Linked DNA regions of Mus musculus: all the other regions are linked to region 2. A link is a contact called in public ChIA-PET and HiChIP or PLAC-seq data. All regions are on one chromosome and are shown on one strand. Each heading gives the region's core, a stretch centred on a gene start, on an enhancer-like site or on the middle of the called end of the contact. The rest is flanking DNA. Distances are from core to core; before and after follow the strand shown.

Region 1 (4,684 bases), core at 1,890-4,389, 72 kb after region 2:
AGTCCCAGCCAATGGGAAATGAATGGACAGGATGGAGCACATCGGAAGGTTTCCCACTAAGGCCTGGGAACTACAATCTGATTACAATGTGATGCCAAAGCTGTCATCTTGGGCCAGAGGATGGAAACTTTGTTTGTTGTGGGGATTAGGAGGTGGGAGTGGGGGCAACTACTCTATAGGAGAAAACTATGCAAACCTATTTGACTAATAGACTTTTACTGCCATTTGTTACAGTGAAGAAGGTCACTGATGGGTTTAAAGAGGATCCAAATCTCATAGGAGCACATGCAATGTAAAGGGTGCCCTCTTGGTGTTATGCAACCTCTAGGAACTTCAACCCTGAAGAGCAAATGTTTTAAGTATGTTTTGGTTGCAAAATAGAATGGTAACTTACAAGAGAACACACCAAGGGTGGGCAGGCCTACAAAATCCAAGGAAAATTAAAACACAAATAAGGTATGCAAAGGCATATGGCCAGAGAGGGAGAGGAAAATCAAATCACTGGCCTTGGAGAAGGATCACAGTTGCAGCGACTACTTTTATAAGAATAAAATCCTCATACCTCCATGTGTAAGCATACATGTTCATGAGTATTTAAATGAGCAAGACCGAATGACTGATTAAGAGCCATGGGTGGATGCTAATCTGTGTAGGGTCAGTGCAGAGCCTGTCATTTGCTAGTGGTATGCACAGGTCTCCTTGTTTGTAAAATAGGATAATTGTTACCCTGTCTACATGTGAATGCTATGGCGATTATGTGAATAAATAAAATTGAATGCACATTGAGCCAGGCATGTAGTAAATCCTGGGTGTGAGGGATCTTTTTTTTAAGTATTGCTACTTGCTACAATGTATTTATCTTACTACTTAAGAACAAACAATTCTTCCAAAGGAAATAACAGAAACAAGAATTAAGAGGAGGACAAATGAAATTAAAACAGAAGAAATTAGAAATTTTCTGAGATAAAGTAAATGGAGCACACACAGGGTGACTACAAAGGAAAAGTTTGAAGAACCAAGTGGGCACAAAATATTTTGATGACAAAATATTCGCAAGGCAGCAACATTCAGGAAGTTGCCTAATTATCAAGCGCTGGTGACATGTATGAAGGCTGCATTTTCTGTCTGAGAAATGTAGATAAAATCCACAGCTACTCACCACATCAACATGTGATCTTCAACAATAACTAACCAGGGACTTGCTCCTCTGTGCACCATAGAGCACGTACATGCTATATCTGATTTCCACCTACTGTCTGTTACCAGTCCCTCTTCTGCAACCTCACCTCTGGTTTGCGGCAGCTGGGAAGAATGGTACAGCTGAGACTGGGCAACTATGAGTCTTTCATGAAACACTCCACCTGCTTTAACTATCCTGTAAGTGTTAGCCTGGCCCTTCCCTCTGGTTTCTTGCCAGGTGATTTCAACATCTATCTTTTCAAGTCTTTCTGGGGAATGTTCTCTGGGACAGCCTAACTGGCCATGTATCTGGAGGCTAATTTCCCATATCACACAGACTGGACCCTACAGAAGGGTAAAAAAAGTGTATGTGACAATGGTGTTGAGTGACAGATCATGTTTGCTTCACGCATATTTATGTTTTAAAGAGATTTTTATATTATTTTTAAAATTATAAGAAATTTAAATAAGACCCAGGAGATACTGTAAAAACTGATAAGTTAAAAGCATTATGGTTGTGGGGTGGGGGTGGGGAATCCCTGCTCTTACAAAGCCAGTTTGCTTTCTGTAGGTCAAACATTAGCCCCTCTTCCCAGGTCCTTTTTCCTACAAAACCTCTCCTCTCACACTTGATACAGTAGGATCTTCAGGCACTTTGTTCTCTCTCTCTCTCTCTCTCTCTCTCTCTCTCTCTCTCTCTCTCTCTCTCTCTCTGTCTCTCTCTCTCTCATTTCCTTAATGCATGGACAGATCAGGAGAATGCTTGCTTTCTTTTTCACTTCCGTACTGGCTGGACAGATCAGGAGAATGTTGTCTTTCATGATAGCCCAACTGGGAACTTGAAGAGCTTTTCATTTCCACACAATGAGGGATCCAGCTGTCTCCAGGTCACACCAGAGCAGATATGTCATCCTTTGTACAAATCACCTTTATAATTTTCCTCTGAAACGCTAGCAGATACCGTCTTTGTTTAACTTCCACGTCTCAACATTTCAAGTGGTCTGTAATAAGGCGTATTGACTGCAGAAACTGTCCCTGGAAACGGGGGCTGAGCATCCAGCAACTGTATATTTATACTTTTTCATAAAGAAGGGCTTCACAATTTGAAGCGTCAGGGCCTATAAAGTGCTCTTTAGTAATGTCTTATGATGCAGAGCCTGGATTTTCTTCTACTTGTTTGTAATTTTGAACCTAGTTAACTTTCAGTCTCGTTTTGTAGCTGTAACAATAGATTAACATTGCTTACATCTATAGGATTCAATGGTATGTAAACAATGCTTCCCATGTAAGAAACGAATGTTCCTAAATGTTAGCTGTCATTATTGCTGGCTCTGGATTCTCTGCTCCCCATCACAGGCACGCACATACCCTTGTCAAACCAAACCTGTATACAATCTACTTGCTATCTGAATTTAACAAATGATACAGCTTAATTCTTAGAGTAACACCTGTGCTCAGGTCACTTCTTCATTAAGGTGCCATGTTCAGATGCTGTCTGGGTTCCAGAAGCTCCTGGAGCGAGCACTGTCTTTCTCCTAGCTGTTGTCTGCGGGGTCACCCGAGGACAGTTTACCAAGGTTGTGCCTAGAACCAGACAGCATGCATCTCATCAGCAGAGTTAGCTTTGAGGGTGGCACCTATTAAGTTCTGGAAAACTGATGGCTGTCACCACCCCTAGACCAGGTTGTTATTTACTTTGGGCTTCAAGTTCTTTCCAACACCCCATCAGAGATTAGGGAGTAAAACACCGCTCAGCCCGAGCGCAATGGGGTGTGGCGGAACGGGGATGGGGCATCGCCCACCTCTTCACTCTTTAGAATATGTCACGGCAGCCGGGGCTGGATACCGGGTCCCCCGGGCGGCCCCAGAGGGCGGGAGGCCGAGAGGAGGCGGCGGACGCATCCGCCGCCGCAGGAGGCGGAGCGCTGCACCTGGCGCCCGGTTCTCCAGCTCAGCCCTGAAACGGGTCCAGCCGGTCGGGAGCGAAGGCGGCGGCAGCGAGGCCAGGCCTGGGACCAAAGCGGCGAGGAGGAGCGGACAGAGGGGTTGCGCCGGACTGCGCCGGGCCAGCGCCATCGCTCGCCCCACCCGGCTTGCATCCAGCCGTCGCGCCCGCCGCACCCCCGGGAGAGGAGCTAGCCACCCAACCGACATGCGGCGCTCTGGCCTGCCCGCCGCCGCCCCGGCGCCCCGAGCGGCCGCCCCGCACCCCGGGGACAGGGCTCCCCGCGCCTCGCGCAGCTGAGCGCCTCCAGGTGAGTGGGTCGGCGCCGCCCCGGGGCCCCGGATCCTCCTCCGTGCACCTGCTGCGGGGTGGGCGCCGCCCCGGCCCGGGGCCTCCGAGCCTATCCCGCCCTCCCGGGTGCCGCCTGTCATCTCGGGGTGCAGGACAGCGGCGTCCCCCGCGCCCGCAGCACTTCCGCAAACGTAATTGGAGTCGGGAAAACAAAGGCGCTGCCCGGGAGCCCTTGGCCGCCGCCCGCCCGCAGCTGCTGCAGAAGGTGGGGGGCGCGGGTGGGCCCCGCGGGCCCAAGCCTGTCAGAGTCCGGTCCCGGCGTCGCCTTGGAGGTAAACATCCCCGGGAGAGAGGGGGAGGCGAGCTTGTCTTCATGGCCCTTGACAGTGTCCCCCTGTGTAGCAGGAGGAAACTGACATTGTCTGCCTCCCCCGTGGAAACAAATACAGGGGGCGGTACACCTCTTCCCGGGCTGCTACCTCCTTAGGAGAAATGTCCTACGGTGTGCGTGCGCGCTGAGCACTGAGCTTCAACTCAGGCTTGGGTCCCTCGCTTCACAGAGACTACCAGGTAGAGGAAAGATTCAGATGTAGCCCCTCCTCCTCCCTTTGCCCCTCCCCACGTGGTCTTGCCCGTGGATTACCACCCTTAAGTCTGGCACACTGTGCGTTTTGATTCTCCCACACGCCTGCGAAACCACAAACATTCCCTTTCATCAAAAAAAAAAAAAATTAATAAGCATGCCTACACCCACTGGGACATATAATACCTGCCAATCCATCGTAGAAATAACCTTGTGGAGTTGAAGTTTCAACTCCCAACCAGTGTCTAAGTAGTTTTGTGTCCTTTGGTTGTTGTTACATCATCCCAGGCTGCAGTTTTCTCACACAGAGAAAAAAGATGGATACAAGATGATAGTAATCCAGTCAAATCTCCTTTAACCTTGCTGGAGGTTCACGATGTTGTGTGTAGTTGTGTGTGATATTGTGTGTGATATTAGGTGTAGTTGAAAGTAGGCAGCATACAGTTTATGTGCTACCAGCAGCACTGTAAAAGAGAACATTGGGTAGGTCCATGTTCTGCACAGAGCATTGCTTCCTTGAGACCAGGCCCTAGCCAGCTAAAAGTGTATGCATTATTGATGCCCTTATGAAGAAAAGGAGGAGGATAAAATCCTTTGCATTGGGAAGCTTGGCTCTGACACCCAATACTTGTCATTAGCATATGTGGAAGATTTTTTCATTTGATTGGTGATGAGTAAGGGTGATT
Region 2 (4,690 bases), core at 234-2,733:
AAAGCAAAACAAAACATGTTTATTTAACATCTTTGCTACTTTAAATAATTTTAATCTACCTTGTATGAAGATATTTTAACTCTTATTTTCTTACCAGAGATTAGGGAAAGACTTAAGGTTACTGACTGAGGAAAGAGGGCCCTGGGTGGGATTTGGTACAGTTATGACAGCAGCTCCCTGGAAGCCTGTGTGTTTCCAGTGTCAGGGAGTTAGCACCTGTCTACTACTGCCTTCCAGAGACGACCACTGGCAGTAAAGCAACTGCAGTTGTGACAAGGGACATCTCTCCGTGTTGGTCATCTTTCCTTTATTTCTGTTGAGGAACATATTTCCTCAGGAAGAAAAAAAAATTGTTTTTTGAACAGACTTAAGACAAGCAGGCTCTAACAGTTTGCCACACCCCCACATCAGTGTTTTCACAGCTGAGTGGTTCCCAGCCTCAAGCTTCTTTTCATAGAGGAAACTGTTGTGATAATAAAGAAACCTGATGTGGGGTGTGTGGGGGCAGTTCTGAGCCCCATGTTTTAGTCTTGTGTAACCTTTTTTAGAAGTTGCTCAACCCTCTAAGCTTCCGTTTCCAAACTGTATGTCACACAGGGCAGGGTAATCTCACGACAGAGGAAGCAGAACGACTCAGGCTTTGAACAGGAAGAGGACCACAGAAGCATTTTGAGGCAGCACCAGTAGATAGGAGCCAGGTGTGGTGCACACACCTTTAGCCCTAGCATTTGGGAGGCAGACGCAGACGAATCTTTTGAGTTCCAGGCTACCCTGGTCTACAGAATGAGTTCCAGGACAGCCAGGTCTAGAAAGAAAGAAAGAAAGAGAGAGAGAGAGAGAGAGGGAGAGAGAGAGAGAGAGAAGAAATAAAGAATAGAAATAATGATGTAGGCATACTACATGGTTCTTAGAAGACAGAACTTCTCAAGTCCAACAAGGTGTAAGTCCCCTTGCTTTGGTGTGTAGGCTGCTACTTGGTGGCAGATGGAATATGTCCCTGGAATGTTTGAGTGGAGTTGGCTGTGAGCTGCTTTATAGTGCTTGCCCAAGACCGGCCTCAGAGTCTGGAAGACACAATGCCTGCTGCTCATCCACTTAGCACATGGATCTGGCAGCATGATTGTCATCCCTCACCATTCTCACAGAGAAGAGAATTACGTCAATGTAATTGAGATAAAGCTGTGTCATGATTAAGGACCTTGTAGCAATCTGCCTTTCCTCGGACGTCGTGACACTCTGTCTTGCTATGGCCCTGTAACATAAATTCTAATTCAAGGCTTTTTCTTTTTCTTTCACTGAACATTCAGTTTCTTTAAGAGTGTAATTGGTTTACAAGACTTTTGAGAAATACGTTTGTTTCAATCTTTAGATTGTAACTGCAGTCTTGCACGCTGAAAATGTGCGGTGACTCACTAGCAGGTCAGCTTCCCTGACAGGTTGCTGCCAGCTATGTGTTAGTGGGAGAGACGCCCTGACATCATCCCTGAACTGCTTTCTCTTTCATATTCTTGTGTTCTTGCAGCTGTGAGCCAGAGGGTGGGTGAGGCTGAGAAAGAAGCAGGCTTTAGAAATGTCAGACATCCTCCTGGAGCTGCTCTGTGTCTCCGAGAAGGCTGCTAACATCGCCAGGGCGTGCAGGCAGCAGGAGACCCTCTTCCAGCTGCTCATTGAGGAGAAGAAAGGTGCAGAGAAGAACAAGAAGTTTGCTGCAGATTTCAAGACCCTGGCGGATGTGCTGGTGCAGGAAGTTATAAAACAGAACATGGAAAACAAGGTAAGAGGTCAGGCCACGGTGGCTGCAGGACACCTGCCTCCGTGCTTCCTCTGGTTCCCTCAGAATAAACAGCAGGCCTTTTACTGACTCTTATGTTCTCTTAGGTCCAAACAAACACCTTGCAGCCTTGCCTTATTTTTATTACAGTATTAAAATGGTCTTTGCAGGAAATCATTGAAGTATAGAAAAGCAAACAGGATGAGAGTGCTCAGATTCCTAACCTGAGTATATGGTATTGACCCTCTTACTTATTGATGGGTTTCTTGTTAATAAATAATATATGCTCTCTGCACCAGAGCACACTGAGCTACATGCTCCCGAGGGCCACTGACGCTTCCTTCTGTGTGTCCACGCTCTGACCCACTTATTTCAGAGCAGTGTTTGGCTTCTCAGCTAAACCATTTATCTAATGTTTTGCTTTGGTTATGGGCTTGGAATTAGGCGAACTCTCCCTTTATTCTACTATAAAAATATGGTCATGACAAACACTGATTGTGATTCTATGTGTGGAAATGGCTAGAAAAAGCCAGGCTTCTTGAGTCGTAGCAGTAACACCAGCAAGCAGTGCTCACTGAGGCTGCATGGACTTGACTTTGTTACCCCTATAAGAATTCTGTAAGGTTAGAGCCATTGTTCTACTGGGATGAAGCTGTCACAGAGAGCTGGAGTAAGTTGCCTGAATTGACGCTGCCCAGCATGACAGCTTGAGTTCTTCAACATAGGAAATGGTTTCTAAGTCTGTGTCACTGGGCATTCTGTCGTCTTTTATATAACTCGCCCCACCTTCTTTTTTTTTTTTTTAAATTTGGGAGGATGGAACTTTATGATAGAAAATAATATAAAACACTTCAATATCTTTATTGAACTTTTTAAACCTGAGGACTACTGTAGAATTCAGTAAAATCTTGACCACCAGTGTGAGAAGAGAATACATGAATTATACAAAATCTCCATAGACTATATATTTTTTCATGCCCTTTACTACCTGGCTTTGGTGAGCTAAATGAAGGAAGCTTGTTTTCTGTTGTTACCAGTGGAGACCCTTGGATACAAAGGCGGGTTGGGCAACTGGACTGGATATATGTCAACATTTTATGGGTTGATATGTGCCTCTAAACAATAGAACAAGCCCAGGCAATTGTTCATGAAGTAATGCCAGAATTTATTAAACAAATACTTTCCATTTGAGCTGCTTTAGATACTTCTATTTCAGGCCCCCTCTGTCTGCATTCCTCTGAATAGCTCTGTAAGCAGGTGTGGGGGCTGGGGAACTGACAGATTGCCAGCTCTTGTAGGCCTGTTCTCTTCTGCAAAAGAGAAAAAAGAGTAGCAGGCGGTGTGGCCATTGGTGGTTTGACCCTCTGGGATGGGCAAGTTTAAGGCTGTCAAGCAACTCCTTCCCCAAACCAGCAACATCTCAGTCAGCAGTATTTGGGGGCGGGGGTGGGGTGGGGGGAGTCTTCTCAGGGTCAGGAATGAACTGTGTTTATCTGAGCATGACACAGAGATGAGACAAAAGCCTCATTTGGTCCCCTGTTCACTCTGTGTTGATGCTTAGGTCACAGGTTACTACAGTATTTCTCTTCTTTTTTCTTCTTGTTCTCTTTTCTGTCATCTTCTAGCCTGAAAGGTAATGACATTCCTGACAGGTGCAGAGATGCAACTGAAAATGGAAATAAAACCTAAGACCTAATAATTCCAATAATAATAATTCTAATTAATATTAATATAATTCTAAAACCTAATAATTCCAGCCTCTTCTCTCCATCTTTAGATTATTTTAGGAACTGGAGAGATGGCTTAGTGGTTAAGAGCACTGGCTGCTCTTCCAGAGAACCCGAGTTAGATTCTAAGCACCCACGTGACATTATTATAATCATCTAATGGGATCCAATGCCCTCTTCTGGTGTGACATACATGCAGACAAAGTACCCAAAGGACATCAGGAAGCCAGGACTCAGCCGCTTTCCTGGCAAAGGAGCAGAAAAATATTAGAAAACTAAACACAGAATCAAGCTGACTTAGTTCCATGTTCAAGTTGACTTCTGCAATGGGTGTTTTTGAGTTTCAGATCTAACTCTGCTTATGGAACTAACTCTCTTAGGACCTGATTGTGGAGGGGTGGGGGGCTTTGATGTTATTTATTTTTTGTTTTTGTTTTTGTCAAACTCTGACTCATTCAGTTTCCAGGCTTGGGGAAAAAAGTTTTTGGAGAAGAATCCAATGAGTTTACAAATGATTTGGGTAAGTATAAGAATCTTACTGTGTTATGTAGTAATTATCATATTATTCCAATCTCTAACTCAGACCATAACATAAGTTAATGCTAGGAAGCTTTTGGGACAAAGAGCATAACATGCTTAAGTACGGAGCTTTATTTAGACTCTACCTCAGAATACCATGACATTTAAGTTAGAGAGAAGCAAGGTGGTTTCTTGGAATAATTCAGCAACCCATGAATCATTCTAAATTTAAATGTGTAGCATCTTAGTAAGTGTGACTTAGCCTTTAGGAAAATTCTATAGCCTTTTGACAATCTAATGTGTCCATTGGTGCCCCAGAAAGATGTTCATCTACATGATTGAGAAGATATTGTCTGGGTGGAATTTAAGTCCATTTGGGGTCCCCTGGACTCTACAGCTCTTGACTGAGTGTAGCAGATACCTCAGTCCTGGATTAATGCATGGTGTTGCTCCAGTCGCCCCTGCACTTCATCTCAGAACCTTGGTAAATGTACTTGGCTTTACCAGAAGGTTCCTTTCATACAAGTTTTTAATTTTATTTTTCTGTTGTTCTGTTTGATGTGACCCCCCTGCTGTGTTTTCCAGGCTTGTAGCAGAGACTGCAGGCATGAACTGCCCACTTGGCTTCTAGCAAGTTTTTAGTATACATTTCTATGACTCTCAGAAGACAGAA
Region 3 (4,402 bases), core at 104-2,603, 96 kb after region 2:
TGTTTATGTAAGGATGGTTTACTGGAGTTCTAAAGATAGCATAAGAGCATGTTTACCTTGATGAACACTTGAAGAGTGATGAGTAGGTTGTGACCGAAAATAAATCTCAGTAAGTCATTATAAATTTATAAGCCATTGTTCCTCAGTATTTGGCTACCACTTATGTTATTCTAGTTAAATTTAGTTCCACTCTAAGGGATATATGAAAATCTACTCAATCGCTTTGTCCCAAAATTCTCATATTTAAGGTCAGTTCTGGCATGTAATATTAGAGGGAAGAAAATATTACCCATTGTTTTCTACATATTAGATACTTATGTATGCACTTAATATACTAGCTATGTACTATAGGTAGCCAGGTAGTTTGGCAAAGATGACGCAGACAACAGGAGGAGCTCCAGGCTTCCAGAGGGGAAGACTGCAGGAAGACCCAGGACAGGTAGGAAGTGCAGAGCTGCACCTGACTGAGGATTCTGGAAAGAATACACAGCACACTATGCTTAATGAGGAAGACTGAGCCTGGAAGACGGAGATATGACCTCTCTCTATGTGTCCAGATTTGCTTGTTTGCTTCTCATACTTTTCCTTGTTTCTCCCCATCTCTTTGTGCCATCTCCTGCTTCTGGATCTGATGTCTCTGAAGGGCTCTGATTCCCAAGGCTCTGCTTCCTGGGACCTGCCACCCTGTCTTCTGCAGAGTTCAGTTAATGTTATGGTCCTCCACCAGCAGACTCCTAAAAGGGCTTTTATAGTTACCCATACCCAGGCTGCATCTAGATCAGTGACATCAGACTCTGGTGTGTATTTTCCAAAATCCCTAGAGGGTTTCACTCTGCAGCCAAGGTTAAGAATGCTAGGCTAATGAGATGCATGGCTGACAGAAAGTCTGGAAAGATCCAGGGCATTTTTCTGCCTTTCCAGAATATGTAGCATGGCCCTCTATTCCTTAATCCTTCTAAGTGGTCCTTTCCTTGCCTTCAGGACTTCTCACACATACCTGTGGTAATTGGTACTCAGGGAAACTGCTCTTGTAGTAGGTCATTCCACTGCTGTACTCTGAGCACTAGGTGTTTTCAACTCACTGTATCAGACACCATCTCTGGAGCATGCGTGTCTAACTTATGGGCCCATCTACTGTGTGGACGTTTTCTCTGTTTATTTCACTTGGCCATTCAAAGGCTTCTTGCAGTAACCACAGTTTCAGGCTTCTCCATTTTCTCCCTTAAAGTACTCAGAATAAGACAGATTGGTGCCTGTTTCCCTGGTTAGATAATGACTCATAGAGCATCCTAGAGCCTAGGAAGAATTCTGGCGACAGTGGCGGCCACTGTGATGAAATAGAATAGAAGTCAACAACTTCCTTGTTTTTTTCCACCTAGACAAAGTTTCACTGTGTTGCCCTAGCTAGCCTGGAACTCTATGTGTAGACCAGGCTGGCTTCAGACTTATCTGCCGCCTCTGCCTCCTGAATGCTGGGACTAAACGTGTGTGCCTCCACGCCTGGCTAACTCACTTCTTGATTAAAAAGCAAGACAATGGTGGACCTTTAACAACCTCTGTTTCCCTTTTAATTTAGAAAAGCAGCAGTTCTTTTAAAAAATCATTTCCTGCTGGGCTGACAAGATGATTCAGCAGGTGTCTGCCACCAGGCCTGATGACCCAACTTTAGTCACCAGAACACACTTTAGGAGAAAACCAATTCCTTTGAGCTGTCCTCTGCCCTCCACACACACCTATGCACACCACCTCCCAGCCCCCAGAAAGCTAATAAGTAGGAAACAGTTATTAAAGTATTTGATCACAATAAAATGTTCTAAATGACATAATTAAGTTTGCAATTATGTCCTATGTGCTCTAAATGATCAATTGTTGGTTTGTATTATTTAAAATAGTCAGGGTAATTGTGCAATTTACTTGAATAATTACCTGGGCCTTGAGAACCTCAGATTAATTGGATGCAAGGAATGTGTGCTAAATGGGCTGGGAAAGACAAAGGCTATTGAAGGTCAAGCCAATGCTGGCATGAGCAGTGTGACCTTTCTTTGGTGGCAGATGGGAATCATAGCAAGGTTCAATGCAAACAAGATCTCATTTTTTACATGAGGTGGTCACTACACTACAGAGTGTGGCCTATAGCCAATTCTGAAGTTGGAGCCTACAGAGAACATTCTTAAAGAGTCCCTGTGTGAGGCAGGAACTGTCTGAACTGCAGAAGTAGCAGCAGAAATTGACAGACACACTTTGGGAAGGTGAAGCTGATGGACTGGATCAGTAAGAGGGAGGTTACAGACCCTGATGTGTCCAGGTAGCTCTGAAATAGGAAATCCAGAAAAGAGAGAGAAAAGGGGAAACATAATGACCTGGATTTAATGTTGGGTTTAATTTGAAGTTGGAATATTCTACAGGGAGCTGTCAGGCACACAGTTAACTACTATAAATTTGGGCAGGCGTGAAGATTTGGGACAGTTTAAACCACAAACATAGATAAGATTGCTAAGGAAACCTTGTAGGCTAAAATATCAATTACAATTTTCTACAAGACAGCATTGCAAGTCCATGATGGTGTTGAAATGTTTGTCTGTGACTTCTGGCTTCAATAAGTACCTGCACACTGAGAACATATAGTGTTTTAGGGATGTGCTATGGACTTTATGTAGCTTGTTTTCCACATCTGGATTCAGAAGGAGTTGACCTACAAGCATCCTCCAGTATCATTGTAAGAGCCAGGGGCCTGGTTTATGAAAGGCTGTTTCATAAACCAGGCCACTAGTTTCATTGTGTTTATGCTAGCACAAGCTGAACTAGGTTGTCCAACTCAACCCAAAGCTGCCGCTTGACAGTTTTTGGCAAGTTAGACAGCGTTTGTGTCTGTTATGTCCTCTGCTGCTCATGGGCATGAAGTTAGTGCCTGTCTATTGAGAGTGGTTTATGAAAGCTAGATGGAACATGGCAGTTTCTCATTGCAGTGACTGGTACACTGAAGGGGGTCAGCTGATGTTTAATTGTTTAGTGAAGTTTCTTGTAGCTGCATGATACATTGGATCTAGTAAAAGTTCAGGTAACAATATAACATCAATAGTGTGTCGATCAGCAAGATGCCAGGTCAAGGTGAAATCTTGTTCAAATCAAGATTTTTTTTCTACTGATTTATGGTTATTGTAAATTGTCAGATGAAATGGTATTATGTTGAACTGGTAGAACAATAACTGACAAAACATATATATGAGAGAGAGAGAGAGAAAATATATGCACTTGCTGGTGTGGATAAAGATGCATATGAAGGACAGAAGAGAAATACTTCAGGTGTCCTTCCTCAGAAGCCATTCACCTTGCAGGGAAGACAGGTTCTCTCTCCCCTTGACTTTTCTAGTAGGCTAGAACAGTCAGCTAGCGAGCTCCAAAGAGCTGGTTGTCTCTACCTCTCAAGCTCCTGAGATTATAAGAACATGCCACCACACCTTATATGGGGTTCAAACTCAGCAAGGACATCGACAACTAAATTATCTTACCAGCCCAGAAGTTTAAATTTTTATAAAACATGAGATGATCTTAGAAATCAGTCTAGTCTAATTAAAATTAATTAGTTACAAACAATCAAGTACCTTTGCCTCTGGTGAGTTGATGGACTCTAGCTAGTTAACAAAATAAAGTATACTAACTTGGCAATGGGGAAGTGATGCCCTGGCTCTCTCTGCCTGAGCAGTCTGAGTGGTTGACTATTCTTCATCATAGCACAGAAGGCAAGGATACAGTGTAGTCAGAGCTGTAGTTTTGCTACAGTGTCAGCTTCAGTGTGGAGAATGTGGAATGAGAAGTGTTCTGTTGTGGTAATTAGCTGTTTACCCCCAAGATCTGAGGCAGGTGAATTGTAGTCAAAATAACTGTGTCCTTTGCCTTCTGTGTGAAGGAGACCCTGGAAGCCTCTATTTCTCAGCACTCAGTTTTGTTATTGTCATATTTTGTCATTTGTGCCATGAAAAACTGTGGTGGAGCATTGCAGAGGACAAACGTACAGTCACCGTCTAATTCTTGAAACTGGTCAGTCAGCCAAACACTTCTATGAGCTGTTTACATTGGTATGTGTGTATATATATATTACGTATTTTCCTCAATTACATTTCCAATGCTATCCCAAAAGTCCCCCATATCCTCCCTCCCCACTCCCCTACCCATCCATTCCCACTTTTTGGCCCTGGCTTTCCCCTGTACTGGGGCATATAAAGTTTGCATGTCCAATGGGCCTCTCTTTCCAGTGATGGCTTACTAGGCCATCTTTTGATACATATGCAGCTAGAGTCAAGAGCTCCGGGGTACTGGTTAGTTCATAATGTTATTGCACCTACAGGGTTGCAGATCTCTTTACCTCCTTGGTTACTTTCTCTAGCTCCTCCATTGGGGGCCC

What was found. ChIA-PET counts read pairs in DNA pulled down with a chosen protein or histone mark. HiChIP or PLAC-seq counts read pairs in DNA pulled down with a chosen protein or histone mark.
Region 1: a contact with region 2 is called in an RNA polymerase II ChIA-PET map of effector CD8 T cells, with 154 read pairs. The contact joins the promoter of Mfsd6 here to the enhancer-like site in region 2. A contact is called at or near these places in 5 of 39 promoter capture datasets (3T3-L1-derived adipocytes, the HPC-7 cell line, liver and 2 more), 2 of 484 Hi-C or Micro-C datasets (female germline stem cells and liver), 4 of 115 datasets of contacts at active chromatin or transcription factors (the HPC-7 cell line, bone marrow-derived macrophages, effector CD8 T cells and 1 more) and 3 of 9 other capture datasets (adipose tissue, liver and pancreatic islet).
Region 3: an H3K27ac HiChIP or PLAC-seq map of the HPC-7 cell line shows a contact between it and region 2, with 6 times the contacts expected there. The contact joins two enhancer-like sites. A contact is called at or near these places in 1 of 115 datasets of contacts at active chromatin or transcription factors (the HPC-7 cell line) and 3 of 9 other capture datasets (adipose tissue, liver and pancreatic islet).

Annotation. Positions count from the first base shown.
Region 1 is chr1:52,725,773-52,730,456 of GRCm38.p6, reverse strand. Mfsd6 (major facilitator superfamily domain containing 6) reads left to right here and starts at 3,139. Exons shown (of 6, transcript NM_178081.4): 1 at 3,139-3,434.
Region 2 is chr1:52,796,369-52,801,058 of GRCm38.p6, reverse strand. Inpp1 (inositol polyphosphate-1-phosphatase) reads left to right here. Exons shown (of 6, transcript NM_008384.2): 2 at 1,523-1,774; 3 at 3,958-4,018. The coding sequence starts at 1,571. Among named protein-coding and RNA genes, the nearest start is that of Inpp1, 19 kb to the left of the region's middle. Within about 2 kb of position 1,483, at least 252 of the 459 cell types and tissues checked have an H3K27ac peak or open chromatin away from gene starts, as enhancers often do. A contact at or near this core is called in the HPC-7 cell line, adipose tissue, bone marrow-derived macrophages and 7 more, where this site is marked.
Region 3 is chr1:52,700,197-52,704,598 of GRCm38.p6, reverse strand. The region is part of intron 2 of Mfsd6 (major facilitator superfamily domain containing 6); the gene reads left to right. Among named protein-coding and RNA genes, the nearest start is that of Mfsd6, 25 kb to the left of the region's middle. Within about 2 kb of position 1,353, at least 47 of the 459 cell types and tissues checked have an H3K27ac peak or open chromatin away from gene starts, as enhancers often do. A contact at or near this core is called in the HPC-7 cell line, where this site is marked.